Regions from separate parts of the Sus scrofa genome. Here region 1 is linked to region 2. A link is a contact called in public promoter capture Hi-C data. All regions are on one chromosome and are shown on one strand. The core of a region is the stretch at or near the end of the contact, and the rest is flanking DNA. Distances in the headings are between cores, read along the strand shown.

The links. Promoter capture Hi-C pulls out the DNA fragments that hold promoters and counts their contacts.
Region 1: a contact with region 2 is called in a promoter capture Hi-C map of liver, with 13 times the contacts expected there. The contact joins the promoter of CYCS here to the promoter of SKAP2 in region 2. A contact is called at or near these places in 1 of 5 promoter capture datasets (liver) and 2 of 47 Hi-C or Micro-C datasets (heart right ventricle and liver).

Annotation. Positions count from the first base shown.
Region 1 is chr18:47,165,381-47,171,424 of Sscrofa11.1, reverse strand. It overlaps CYCS (cytochrome c, somatic), which reads right to left and starts at 1,504. Exons shown (of 3, transcript NM_001129970.1): 1 at 1,440-1,504; 2 at 368-544; 3 at 1-250. The coding sequence starts at 536. The coding sequence ends at 102. It also overlaps the pseudogene LOC102165713.
Region 2 is chr18:45,632,964-45,639,363 of Sscrofa11.1, reverse strand. It overlaps SKAP2 (src kinase-associated phosphoprotein 2), which reads right to left and starts at 2,435. Exons shown (of 15, transcript XR_002340310.1): 1 at 1,758-2,435.

The sequences.
Region 1 (6,044 bases), core at 255-2,754, 1.5 Mb before region 2:
CATGATCTGAATTCTAGAGTATGAGATCAATTTAAATATGGTACACATATAAAAGTCATGAGACATGTCGGTCTTGTAATAAATAAGGCGGTGGCCAACTTTTACTCATTAGTAGCTTTTTTCAGATAAGCTATCAAGTCTTCCCTTTCTCCCTTCTTCTTAATGCCAGCGAAGATCATTTTTGTTCCAGGGATGTACTTCTTGGGATTCTCCAGGTACTCCATCAGTGTCTCCTCTCCCCAGGTGATGCCTAAACAAGGACGGATGCAGTATTAAGTATGTCGCACTCCCAAAAAACTGTTCATTTACCATAGGTTACATCCCTGCAATTTGTGCTCGGGTTTGTTCACGAGGGTCCCCCTCTTACCTTTGTTCTTGTTGGCATCTGTGTAAGAGAATCCAGGAGCCTGACCTGTCTTCCGCCCAAAGAGACCATGGAGGTTTGGACCAGTCTTGTGCTTGCCTCCCTTTTCTACAGTGTGGCACTGGGCACACTTCTGAACAAAAATCTTCTTGCCCTTCTCAACATCACCCATTTTAAAATCTAGAAATGAAAGACTCAGCTTATTAATTTTTCTGCAAGTAAAAATACAGTGGAAACAAATGATCAACTCCAGTCACTTATTCATTGCAAACTTATTACACTAAGTACCAGGCTGAACCATGCTTTACTCGCTACACTTGCAATAGACTCTTTAACAGAAAAAACTTTTTATAGCAAAAACGCTATTTGGAAGAACTTCGAAAAAGTTACAGCCCAAGCAAGCAAAGTGGGATGCTAGTTCAAAACTATTCCAAAAGATGAGGTCAAGGTCACAAAAAGTCACAAAGCTAATTAAGCTGAACTGTGATTACATTAAACCCAAACCACCAAAAATTCCAACTTTCGCCTTGCTGTGGGTTGGGAGGGCAGCAGCAAGCTTCGAGGTCCCCCGTCCCTGGGGTCTCAGGGGCGACCACGAGATCATTCACCCAGGCCGGGTTGAAGGAGACTGGGATGAAACCTACGTCTCCCAGGTGCCTGAACAGGTGAAGAGGAAACGCAACAGGTGGCCAGAAGAAGAAGATTTACTGGAAAAGCAGTTGGCTCTCTTGGAAAGCAGACGTGAGGCGCCGCGCGCAGCACCCTCACCCCCGCCCTCCCTCGGGAGGAAGTCTTGTCAGTCACTGCCACAGCCCCGACGTCCCGAGGGCCAGCATCTCGCAACGGTTCACAACCAAGTCATCTTTAAACGTTCAGGACCTTGACCAGACCACGCCATTACCTAGCTGGGTCCTGGCCCTGCTCAAAGCGGAGACCACCCGCTCGTGGCCGGGCGCAGTCCGGGGCCGCCACTCCCGGCCCGCCCGGCCTCAGTTCGCCCGCGCGCAGCCCTCGCAAGCGCGCGCCCTCAAGGCTTGGCTTCCCGCCCGCTGTGGCCTCCGCACCCAGGGCTCACCGTTCTTTCGCCGAGCTCAACAGACAAGCCACCACTCGCAGGCCGGACGTCCCGCTTTCTGGGTCCAAGGACACGCCGGTCCGCGCCTATGTACCGGCGTTGGTGCAACCGAACTAGCTCCGCCCTCTGGCGGCTCCACGTGCGGCCCGGCGGACTGATACGCAGTGACGTCACCGCGCCTCATTGGCCCCGGTCTCTAGGGCCGGCTTCGGAGATCTGCGCGCGCACGCCGGCTAGCAGGGTAGGGTGTACCGCGTGCGTGCCCTTCCTGTCGGGGCCTCTCTTGCCGGGTATTTACGACAGGCCGTTAGAGGTGCGACACCGAGGTTGTGCCGGGAAGGGCGGGCATCGCTCTCTGACCTCTTGTGTGCTTGCGTGTGATGACGGGGAGGGTGGGGCGGAATGGAGTAGTGGATTGAGGGCGGAATGCGGCCGGGGTAACCGGGTTGTTCTGGTTGACGTAATGCTCTTTGAGCGGCACGTTTTGCCTGCCTGGAGGGAGACAGTCCAACTTGGACACACCTAGAGCTCCCCTGGCTGTCATTCCCTTAGCTGGCCACCTTTACCCAGACTTGATCGTATTTCCGCGGCTGGCGCCAGGGGCACCCCAGAGGGATAGCCTGCAACCAGAGTTGTGAGAGTTGGACATGAGCTCCTGACCTTGTTCTTGTTTCTCCTCCACTTTGTGACTTAAAGTCATCTTACAGATCTCCCTTTCCTTTACGGACGCCCGAAGACTGGGACAGGTGCTGCAGTTGCGGTGTTAGAGCTGCCTGGGTTGTAGCTCTGGTCCCTTACCTTCCGGCTTCTTTCTGCCAGCCCTTCCCTCCTGTCATTTGTGTGTAGAAAGAGCAAGGAGTGTGTGCAAGCAGCATCCAGGAAGAAATATTTTTACATAGTTAGAGAATTTCGGGGAATCTAGAGAGAATTTACATCCCATCTAACCTAAATGAAGATCATGTTCAAGTAAGCCAATGAGCTTGGGGTCATATTAGAAATGTAGGGTTTTTTGTTTTTGTTTGTTTTTTGTCTTTTTAGGGCCGCACCCCAGACATGTGGAGGTTCCCAGGCTAGGGGTCGAATCAGAGATGAAGCTGCTGGCCTGCGCCACAGCCATGCCAGATCCTACCCGAGTCTGTGATCTACACCACAGCTCACGGCAATGCAGGATCCTTAATCCATTGAGGCAGGCCGGGGATGGAACCTGCATGCTCTTGGATACTAGTCAGGCTCTTTACTGCTGAACCTCCATGGGAACTCCTAGAAGTGTAGGTTTGATCACCATAACTTCCAGTAATTATACTTCTAGCTCTCCTTCCTGAGATACACAGTTTTGTCACTGAGAAGTTTCTCAACTTCCTTGTCCCTCAGTTTAGCCCCAGAATTCTAATTGATTTTTCCTTCTTTTCCCTGTTCTGTCAAGCGCTGCTGAATTCATTCATTCAAGGGTTTATTGAATGCATATCATGTGCTGGACACTTTCTAGGAACTTGGAATAAATCAGTGAAAAATGTTTCTCTGGTGGAGCTTACATTCTAGCATCCTTCCTCCTACCTCTGAATTCAGCAATAGCTGCTAAGAGGTTAATTCATTAATTAATTAATTTCATTTTCCAAAGATTAAATGATTAAAAAGCGCACCACACTGTATAGAAATCAACATTCTCTCCCATAATTCTGTGCATCTGGGACTATAGAAATGTCACTGTCCCTGCCCCACATCTTCAAATTAACATTCTCAGGTCACAATAAGTCTTCCCAAAGGGGACCTTCCAGAAAAACAAGCTATTTCCTTTGCTCATATTTCCCTCTTTTTGTAGCATGCACCAACAATCTATCCAAGAAGTATATATTGGGGAATAGGAGGGGGTCCACCAGCAAGCCCACAGTTGCTGACAGCCATAAGGTGAGAGACAAGCACAAAAGGATACATCAACATACTGGCAAAAAATCCTGTGACAGCTTGGGAATAGCTAATTTCATTCATGGTGGAAACCCCACTGTCCAGTGCATAGGTACTGATGAGGTAGGCCAGTGAGTTAAAGAGCCACAAGGAAATGATGTCACCTAGGAGGCGAGGAATAAGACCTGCAAAATATCCTAGGATGCCCTCTTCCCGATAGATAGTTACCATGGAGTCACAAAGTCCACAGTACTTGGACTCTCTGCCAATGAATTGTACCATAGATCTCAAAGTGATCACGTGGAGGGGATGTGTGATGAGAGTAGCAGCAGAACGAGCCATCATCTCTCGAGCTGTCTCCTTGATAACTCAGTCAAAGGAGGATGAAACTTCTTTCTGTACATTTCCAGATCCTGTCTCCTCAACCTTGTCGCACTCCTGGTAATGCTGTAAAACTTTACCATGGACCACAGTTCCAAGGACCCATGAACATAGTCTTGGAGTTAAGCCTGTGAACAATCCACGCTTCTTCCCATCGATGCTGGCAATGTGCTGAGCATAACAAAAGAGGCCAGGAAGCTGACATACTTGCCGCCAAAAATATTTCGTCCTATTGTTGGAGGAAGAGACTCATATCCCACCTGGATGAGCGGCTGGGACAGGATGGTGAGACCGGAGCCCAGGAGCACCTGACTGGCCGCATCCGCCATGATGGCACCCACAGACGGACCGCTAAGAGGTTAATTTAGATTATCCCAGATCCCTCCCAAACCACAGAGTCTATGATATCTGCTCCAGAACATCTCTCTCTCCAAAGGAGGAGGTTATTTGTTGTTGTTGTTGTTATTTTTCTGTGTCTGGATTTCCCATCTCCCTCTCATCACTCACACTACTGCCACAGACGTGTGCTGTAAAACAGAGCAGAAGTCACAGTACGTATCCAAGACCTTTTGCGGCTTTTGAAGGGCATCAGGATAGCATTTAAGGGTACTACTGCAGTAGGCACATCTGGCTAGCTAGCCAAGTTTTTGAAAGACCAAGCTTGGCAACACCTTGCAAATGCAGCCTGTACTTTTGGGGGCAAGTCCTGATGTTGCCACCGAAACTCACTGAAGGAATACTTGGTCTTCCGCGTTTGTGGTAACAGAAGTTACTAGTCTTTGTTCATTTGAATGATGGGGAGTATCAGCATTGTGCTGACACTACAGATGATGTAGAAGTAGCTGTAAATCAGCTGGCCTAGTGAATTGACATTTTAGATTTATTCCCATGGGGGGGAGAATAGAAAACTAGAAGCTCTTAGTACTTTTCACTAAGGAAATTGTGGATACAGAATCTTGTTATTGAAAGTAATGGGAAGATGAGAAGAAAGAACAAGAGCAAAAAAGAAAACCTGCCACATCATTTAGTAAAGCTGATACCATAAATTTTGTGCTTAACATCTGTGTATTCAGGTTCCAAAGAGACTCATAATGCTTACAGTATATTCAAGATACCTGAGAAAATTACTTGAGGAGAACAATAATCTGCATGTTGCTCTGTTTCCTGTTCATGTATCTTTTCGCTACCTCCATCTTTTCCTAGAGCAGTGGCTGGTAAGGGGTATAACTGTTATTAAAAAAATACCTTATGAGTTCCTGTCATTGTGCAGCAGAAACAAACCTGACTAGTATCCATGAGGACACGGGTTCCATCCCTGGTCTTGCTCAGTGGGCACTGCCATCCCCGCCATTGGCCTGAGCTGTGGTGTAGGTCGCAGACTCGGATGGGATGTTGCTGTGGCTGTGGTGTAGGATGGTGGCTGCAACTGCAGTTTGACCTCTAGCCTGGGAACCTCCATATGCCATGGGTATGGCCCTACAAAGACAAAAAACAAAACAAAACAACAGAATTGCTATACGATCCCGCAAGCCCACTCCTAGGCATATATCGTGACAAATATAATTCGAAAAGATGCATGCATCCTTATGTTCACAGCAGCACTGTTTACAACAGCCAAGACATAAGTGTCCATCAACAGATGAATGGATAAAGAAAACGTGGTACATATGTACAACGGACTACTACTCAGCCATAAGAATAAAATAGTGCCATTTGCAGCAAAACGGATGGACCTAGAGATTATCATACTAAGTGAATTAAGTCAGAAAAAGAACGACAGATACCATATGATATCATTTGTATGTGGAATCTAAAATATGACACAGATGAACTTATCTACAAAACAGAAATAAACTTACAGACATAGAGAAAGCACTTATGGTTGCTGAGGGAGTGCGGAGAGGAATGGATTGGGAGTGGGGCTAGCAGATGCAAACTATAATATATAGAATGGATACCAACGAGGTCCTATCATACAGCACAGAGAATTATATTCAATAACCATTCTTGGAGTTCCCGTCGTGGCGCAGTGGTTAACGAATCCAACTAGGAACCATGAGGTTGCGGGTTCGGTCCCTGCCCTTGCTCGGTGGGTTAACGATCCGGCGTTGCCGTGAGCTGTGGTGTAGGTCACAGACGCGGCTCGGATCCCGCGTTGCTGTGGCTCTGGCGTAGGCCGGGGGTTACAGCTCCGATTCGACCCCTAGCCTGGGAACCTCCATATGCCGCGTGAGCGGCCCAAGAAATAGCAACAACAACAACAACAACAAAAGACAAAAAAAAAAATAACCATTCTTGCCGCCCCTAACCCCCCTGCCATAA
Region 2 (6,400 bases), core at 1,186-3,685:
TTCAGATATCATGAAGTATATTATCTGGCTAAAGAGAGAGACATAATGGCTAAAGTATACAGGACGTTAGCAATGGCAGATAATTTAAATAGTATGTATTCTGAGCTCTCAATTACATTATACAAATAAGGGCTACATGAAATACTTGTAATCTATGGTGAGGAGAGAATAAAGAGTCTCATAACCTATATATCATGGTATCTGCAAATGTATGACTGTGGACCCAGATAGCAAGCTGTCTACTGTGGAGCTATCATGCTTTAAAAGCATGCACCCAGAGATCTATACTTCTTAAACGCAAAAATTCAGACCTAGAATATCCTGAAAATGGTGACATCTATTTTTGGAGGTATGATAAACAGTTCTCTGACCAGCAACTGAAATAATATTCTAAGCAAGGAGCCTCCAGCATTGTAACAACACAAATGTTAACTGTAGTAAGACAAAATCAGCATTCATTTGAAACTCTCATAGAATGGAATAAAAACTGCCTTAACTCAGTCTTCACAGTCTTTCAATATTTCCCTTAGTGGGACCCATTAATGACAACAAGCATTTCTCGGAGTAAAACACTATCCCACTACAAATGCATTCATGACACTGCAGTCATGCTCACACAAACATTAAGTTTGCATTCATACATTATCAGTTTTATTTTCTCTATTATATTCATGACATTAACCACCAGCATTTTAGGAGATTTGGTCTCACAGTGCTATAATAGTAACTCACCACTTAAAATGTCACATTTTAAATACTCCTTTAAGAGTTAAAATAAGCAACTTGTAACAAAGGCATCTAAGAGAAACTCTTTTAATCCAGTTGTTCAGGACCAATACTGAAAGATACTTAAGACAACTAAGCAAGAGTAAAACGATCCAAATTCAGTAGTCATAATTCTGATGTAAGCACGACAAAGTGAATAATGGGAAGAATTCCAGAGCATCAGAATAGGTAACATCTGTGCTACTCTAAATAAAGATGTATTTTTCTACCTCATGCAGAAATACAAATTTTTATTGCCCCTTACTGAAAATACACATCTCCATATCTAGTACATTAAAGAACTAGTAGTGTATTCATAATAGCCTTGAAAGTGTACCTTTAATTCCTAAATTCCCATAAACGTTCATTTAAAACTGAAAAGGGGAAGATGAGGGTGCAAAGATGAAGTACTGTACTTTCGTCGTGTGACACAGGAAGTTGGACTTTAACACATCCTTCCTTTTTTGTTTTAACATGTTACTCAGGCTGAAGACAAGTGGCTATTTGAAAGTCAGGCCCTCTTTGAAAAGCTCAAATATGAGTAGACTGAATGTTCAAGAAAGATGGGAGTTTTAGAAATGACAAACCCTGTGGTCCCATAACCCCTAACTCCTAACGCCTGTAGCTCAGAAATCTCTTTCTCCTCATCGGTCCAGCGACCAAAGAATTAGTTCTTTGATCTCTCACCTCCCTCCTCTCTCTCTCTCACACACACTCACACTCACACATACACACACACACACACAAAGAACTGCCCTGATCGCCTTAGTGTAGCCCACCAAGCAGGGCTTCGCCACCATCCTCGAACCAAATTTCAACACGCACGCCCACTCTCCTTCTCAGACCCCACTTGCCCCCTCCCAGTCCCGCTCCCAATGGCCAGAAGAGGTGAGCGCGGGCAGGGAAGAGGAGAGACGCTGAACGCTTCTGTCCCCATCGGCTCGCCGTCCCCCCGCCCCCGCCGCGTTACCCGCCCCCTTCCCGCTTTTTACCTGCCAACAGGTTCCTAATTTCCTCGGGGAGGGGGTAGGGAGAGGAGGTGCTGCTGGGGTTGGGCATGTCAGGGAGCGCGGAGCGTGCGGGGGAAGGACCTGTGCTGAAACGGGCTGGGGTTGTGGCTGCGACCTAGACTCGGGCTAGCGATCCCTGTAAGGACGGCGTGCCTACCAGTCCGGACACTGCCGGGCGAAGGCTCACAACAAGGAAGTCGCTGAAGTCCTGGCCACAGCGGCTGGACTCTTGGCCCAGCCCCGCCCGGCACTTCGGGGCGGGGCGATGGGCGGGGCGGTGGCCCGAAGGGACCCTGACTGCGCATGTGTGTCCCTCGGTGCGCCTCGCCTCCGAAAAGAGTCCGCGGTCAGGCCACACCCGCCCCTACGAGGGGACGAGGGAGGAGCAGCGGCTGGTGGGAAGCGAGCGGCCTGGGGCTGCGTCACCTGACCCGGGGGCTGAAGCGCCGCGCCGCCATTTTGGTCCCTGGCACCGCCACGACTGCGGGCCGTTTCTCCACGATCCCGGAAAATAAGGTGCCGAAAGGGCCTCCGGGTTTCCCGGTTAAGAGACTTACTGGCCTTTCATCAGCTCCGCCGAGGTTTAAAACCTCGCATAGTGCCCCACCTGAAGTTTTCGACCTCCCTAAACCCCTGTGGTCGTCTTTGTCTGACTGAATGACGGTAAGAGAGTCCCTTCTTCCGCCAGTCCTCCCGGAGGAAGCCGGCCGGGAGCGGCGCCGGAGAGCGCTCCGATTGGCTCTTACACTCTTTCCTACCTGGTTCAGACGCTTGGGAGGACCGATTGCCCTCGCTACGAGCAGGAGAGAGCTCTCAGGACAAAAAGCTGAACAGAGATAGGTACCACTGTCCACCTATAAGCATCAAAAAGAATATTGGAACAGAATTATAGTATCTGTTCCCTCCAAGCTGATCGTTTAATCAACAAATACTTATTGTCTCCTCTCTAAATCTTCTTACCGGATTTTTCTAAAAACCCCAGAAAGTCTGTGTGTGTGTGTGTGTGTGTGTGTGTGTGTGTGTGTGTGTGTGTGTAGGGAATTTTTTTTCTTTAGGTAAAAACTGCCATGGCAATGGTCCTTCCTAGATGCTACTATTGTGCTTTGAAGATTGTATTGTAGCGCCAGTCGCAACGTAAATTGTTTATTCTTCTATCCTTCAACCCTCACTAAATTTTAGTTTTCATTAAATTCAGAGGGAAACTATTACAGTGCAGATCCCAAAGTCCCACTTCTAGAAATTCTGCTTTCTAGCTGTTTAGCGTGAGACTTGATTGCATTTTAAACAAGCCCTGAATGTGATTCTGATGCTAGACATCCTGGAATTTGATGTTGAGAATCACTTTACTACTTTCCAGCTCCTACAGAACACAAAATTTGTTATAACTTGCCTTTCATCCCCACCTGGAACCCAAAACCTGACACAGAGTAATGGCTCTATTAATATTTCATACCGAAAATGTCAGACAGTAAAATAGTAAAAAAATTAAGTAGTCACATGCAAGTCATTTTAGTATAATTCTCTAAGAACCACACCAAACACTAATTGCAAAAGGAAGAATGAGAACATTTTGGAGTTCTCTCAAAATAAAATAAAAGACAATTTTACCACCACTGATGTAAAAAAATGCAAAGTAACAACAAAAAATACACCCCCAAACATACCTATTGCCTAAAATGGAATCTGAACTTCCTACTCAGTTTTAGAAATATTAGAAGAAGTGCTGAAAATCTGAATTCTTTTTGCTGGAGGTAAAAGTGAATAAGAGTCATCTTACAACATAGATCCTCCAACTTCAAAGAATTGATAATTATTCTTAAATGACAAAATCGTCTTCCTTCCTAGAGAAGGGAGAAACTGCTTTATGGACATACTATATTAGTAAGGATTCTTCCTCTCTTTACAGCTATCACATACAATTCCTTGTCATATTTTTTATTAAACCAGGCCTCCAAATGTTCCTATCTTTTATTTCTTTCTGATACAATTGACCAGAATTTTTTTCTCATGTCTCATTTATTTATTTACACTCCACTCATTCCACAAAGGAATTGAGGTGATTTACTACTGTATCGAATAGACAGTTTTTTGGATTGGATCAAATGGACACTGTCTGCTCTGCTCATCATGACAAGTCATTCTTGTTAGTGAAAGACAGGAAACTATTAAAATTGCCTTAAAATATATAGCATCTAATATATAGCATAGTCCAAATAAAGTAATAACAGAAAATGGACTCTTTGTATGAAACACATTCCCCCTATTTAGGCAACCATTCTCGGACACAGTTTCATGATGGATTCACGTGGGCAATGCTTTGTATACTCTATCATTTTTCCTGTTTATTGTCAAAGTTACTAAAATTGATTATAAAACACAAAGAGAAGGAGGCGCTAGAAGAAATATGTTCTTATTTCTCGTTTCTAAATGTTTCCATGACAAAAAGTAGGAAGGAAATCAAAACATACTTTCTATTTTTTAAACCAGTCATATTAGGTAAAAAGGAATAATAAATGAAACTTCAAATCTCAGCCTTAGAGAAAGCAGCTTCCCTACCGTTCTGCAAAGAAGAGACTCGATTCTGGAAGAATCTCATGATTTGTCTTCTCAAAAGTAAATCCTTCAGTTCAAAGGAGGGGTGTGTGTGTGTGTGTGTGTGTACATATATTTTTTCTTACAACTAAATATAACCCAACCACCTTCCTCACATCTTTCAAATTTAGCTTAGCTAAATATGTATTTGCCCACAGGCTTTGTTTTTAAAGAATCTAAATGAGCATTGAAGAAAAACGAACAGTATACTAAAACAGTGTATTTTCTCTGCCTCATCTTTATTTGGCTTTCATAGGCATGTGAAAGGAAGATTATATTTATACTTAGGCATTGTATTAGTTATCTGTTGCTACATAACAAACTTGGCTTAAAACGAACATTTAGTATCTCATGTAGTTTCTGGTGGTCAGGAATCCACAATCGGTTTAGCTGGATGGTTCTGGTTCAGTGTCCCTCATGAAGCTACAGTCGGGCTATGGGTTGGACTGCAATCATCTAAAGACTTCAATATTGCTAGAGGATCAGCTCTGAAGAAAGTTCACCCACAGTACTGTTGGCTGGAGCCCTCCATTCCCCTTTGCTGTTGGCAAAAGGCCTCAGTTGCTCACTACATGGACTTCGCCACAGGGCTGCTTGAGTATCCCCTTAACATGGCAACTGGCTTCCCCCAGGGCAAATGATCCATGTCGCTGGTGTTATCAGAAGAGTGTATTAGATAAAAACAATTGAAACCTTGCATTTATTTTGCAGCCTAATACATTTTTAGAACTTTTAAAACCCATTATGTCTTTTAAGTCATTTAGTAAGAGCTCTTTTAAAAGATTTTAGAAATGAAGAGTTGTTTTCACTTTCTAAATTTGTATCCCTCTCTTCAATTGAATATTCTAGGGCTGGTAGGTGTGAGTTTATCATTGTGTGGCAGTCAGCAGGAAAAAAAATTTATATTTTCACTGGAATTCTGGAACATGAAGTCATTTGCCCTTCAAAGATGTGATGCAGAATCTGACCTGAACCAGCAGCTTCTGATATTTGTGGCTCACTAACCTGTCTTTTGAGTTTTTAGGTCACAGTTACTAATCTTGTTAGTATAATATATGAATTTAGTAAGATATGGAAACTCATTCCCTTTTGCTTTCCATCTCATTTGCACATACACAAACATGGGCATTTTGCTATTTCCGTCAATCATTTCAATATAAGAATAATAAGCAATTTAATGTAGACTGGATTTGAATTCCTAACAAAATGCTGTATATCTTTCAAGTTCTACAAATTAGGAATAAGGTGAGAGAACTGTCCGTTCCATTTCAGGCTTGTCAGAGGCTAGCTGATCCTCTGCGCAGGCAACAGCCCTCTTCTCCCTTTAACTGGAATTGGTTTCCCCACTCGGACTCTCAATACACCGAGACTTTACCATTCTAAGGTCAGTCCTACTAATCTGGCTCTGATCTTATTTTCTACTTCTGGTAACCGAATTTCTCCTGCCTAAGTTCTGAGACCAAGCCTTTTACCTTGCCTGCTTTTAGCAAAGGGACATATTTGTTTTGATTCCTTCTAGACCTCGAGGACTACGGCTCTGCCTTACTCTTGTTGTGTTGATTTATAGGCTGGTATTATATTCTAGGTGGGTCTCCAGAGAAGAGATGGACCCAAATGCCTGTCTTGCCCTCTACCAATCAGGCTTGGTCCCCAGAGTATGGGCACTAGGAACATGCCAAGGAAATGTCATTCTTCTCTCCTATATAAAATTGAAAGCAGACCTTCTCCCCTCCATGTAAACCATTGTACTCCTCTGTAGCTTGGTAAGGTTACCTGAGCAGTGAGCAAGTGCATAAAAACACAAGAACTTTTGATTCTCCCCCTTAATTCTTGTCATCAGAATCTGTTTTCCGCCTCAGAGGTCCAACCGACTGATCTTGAAGATTCTACTTTATTCTTGGCTCATAATAGACTTAGGGAGAGTTCTCCTTAGGCTTAACCTGAGAGGTAGTATGCAAAGTCACCGGTATAATTTGTGTCCAGTCCAAGGCTGATCCTGACCTGCTCTCCCTGAAATTCTACTAATTTGAGAC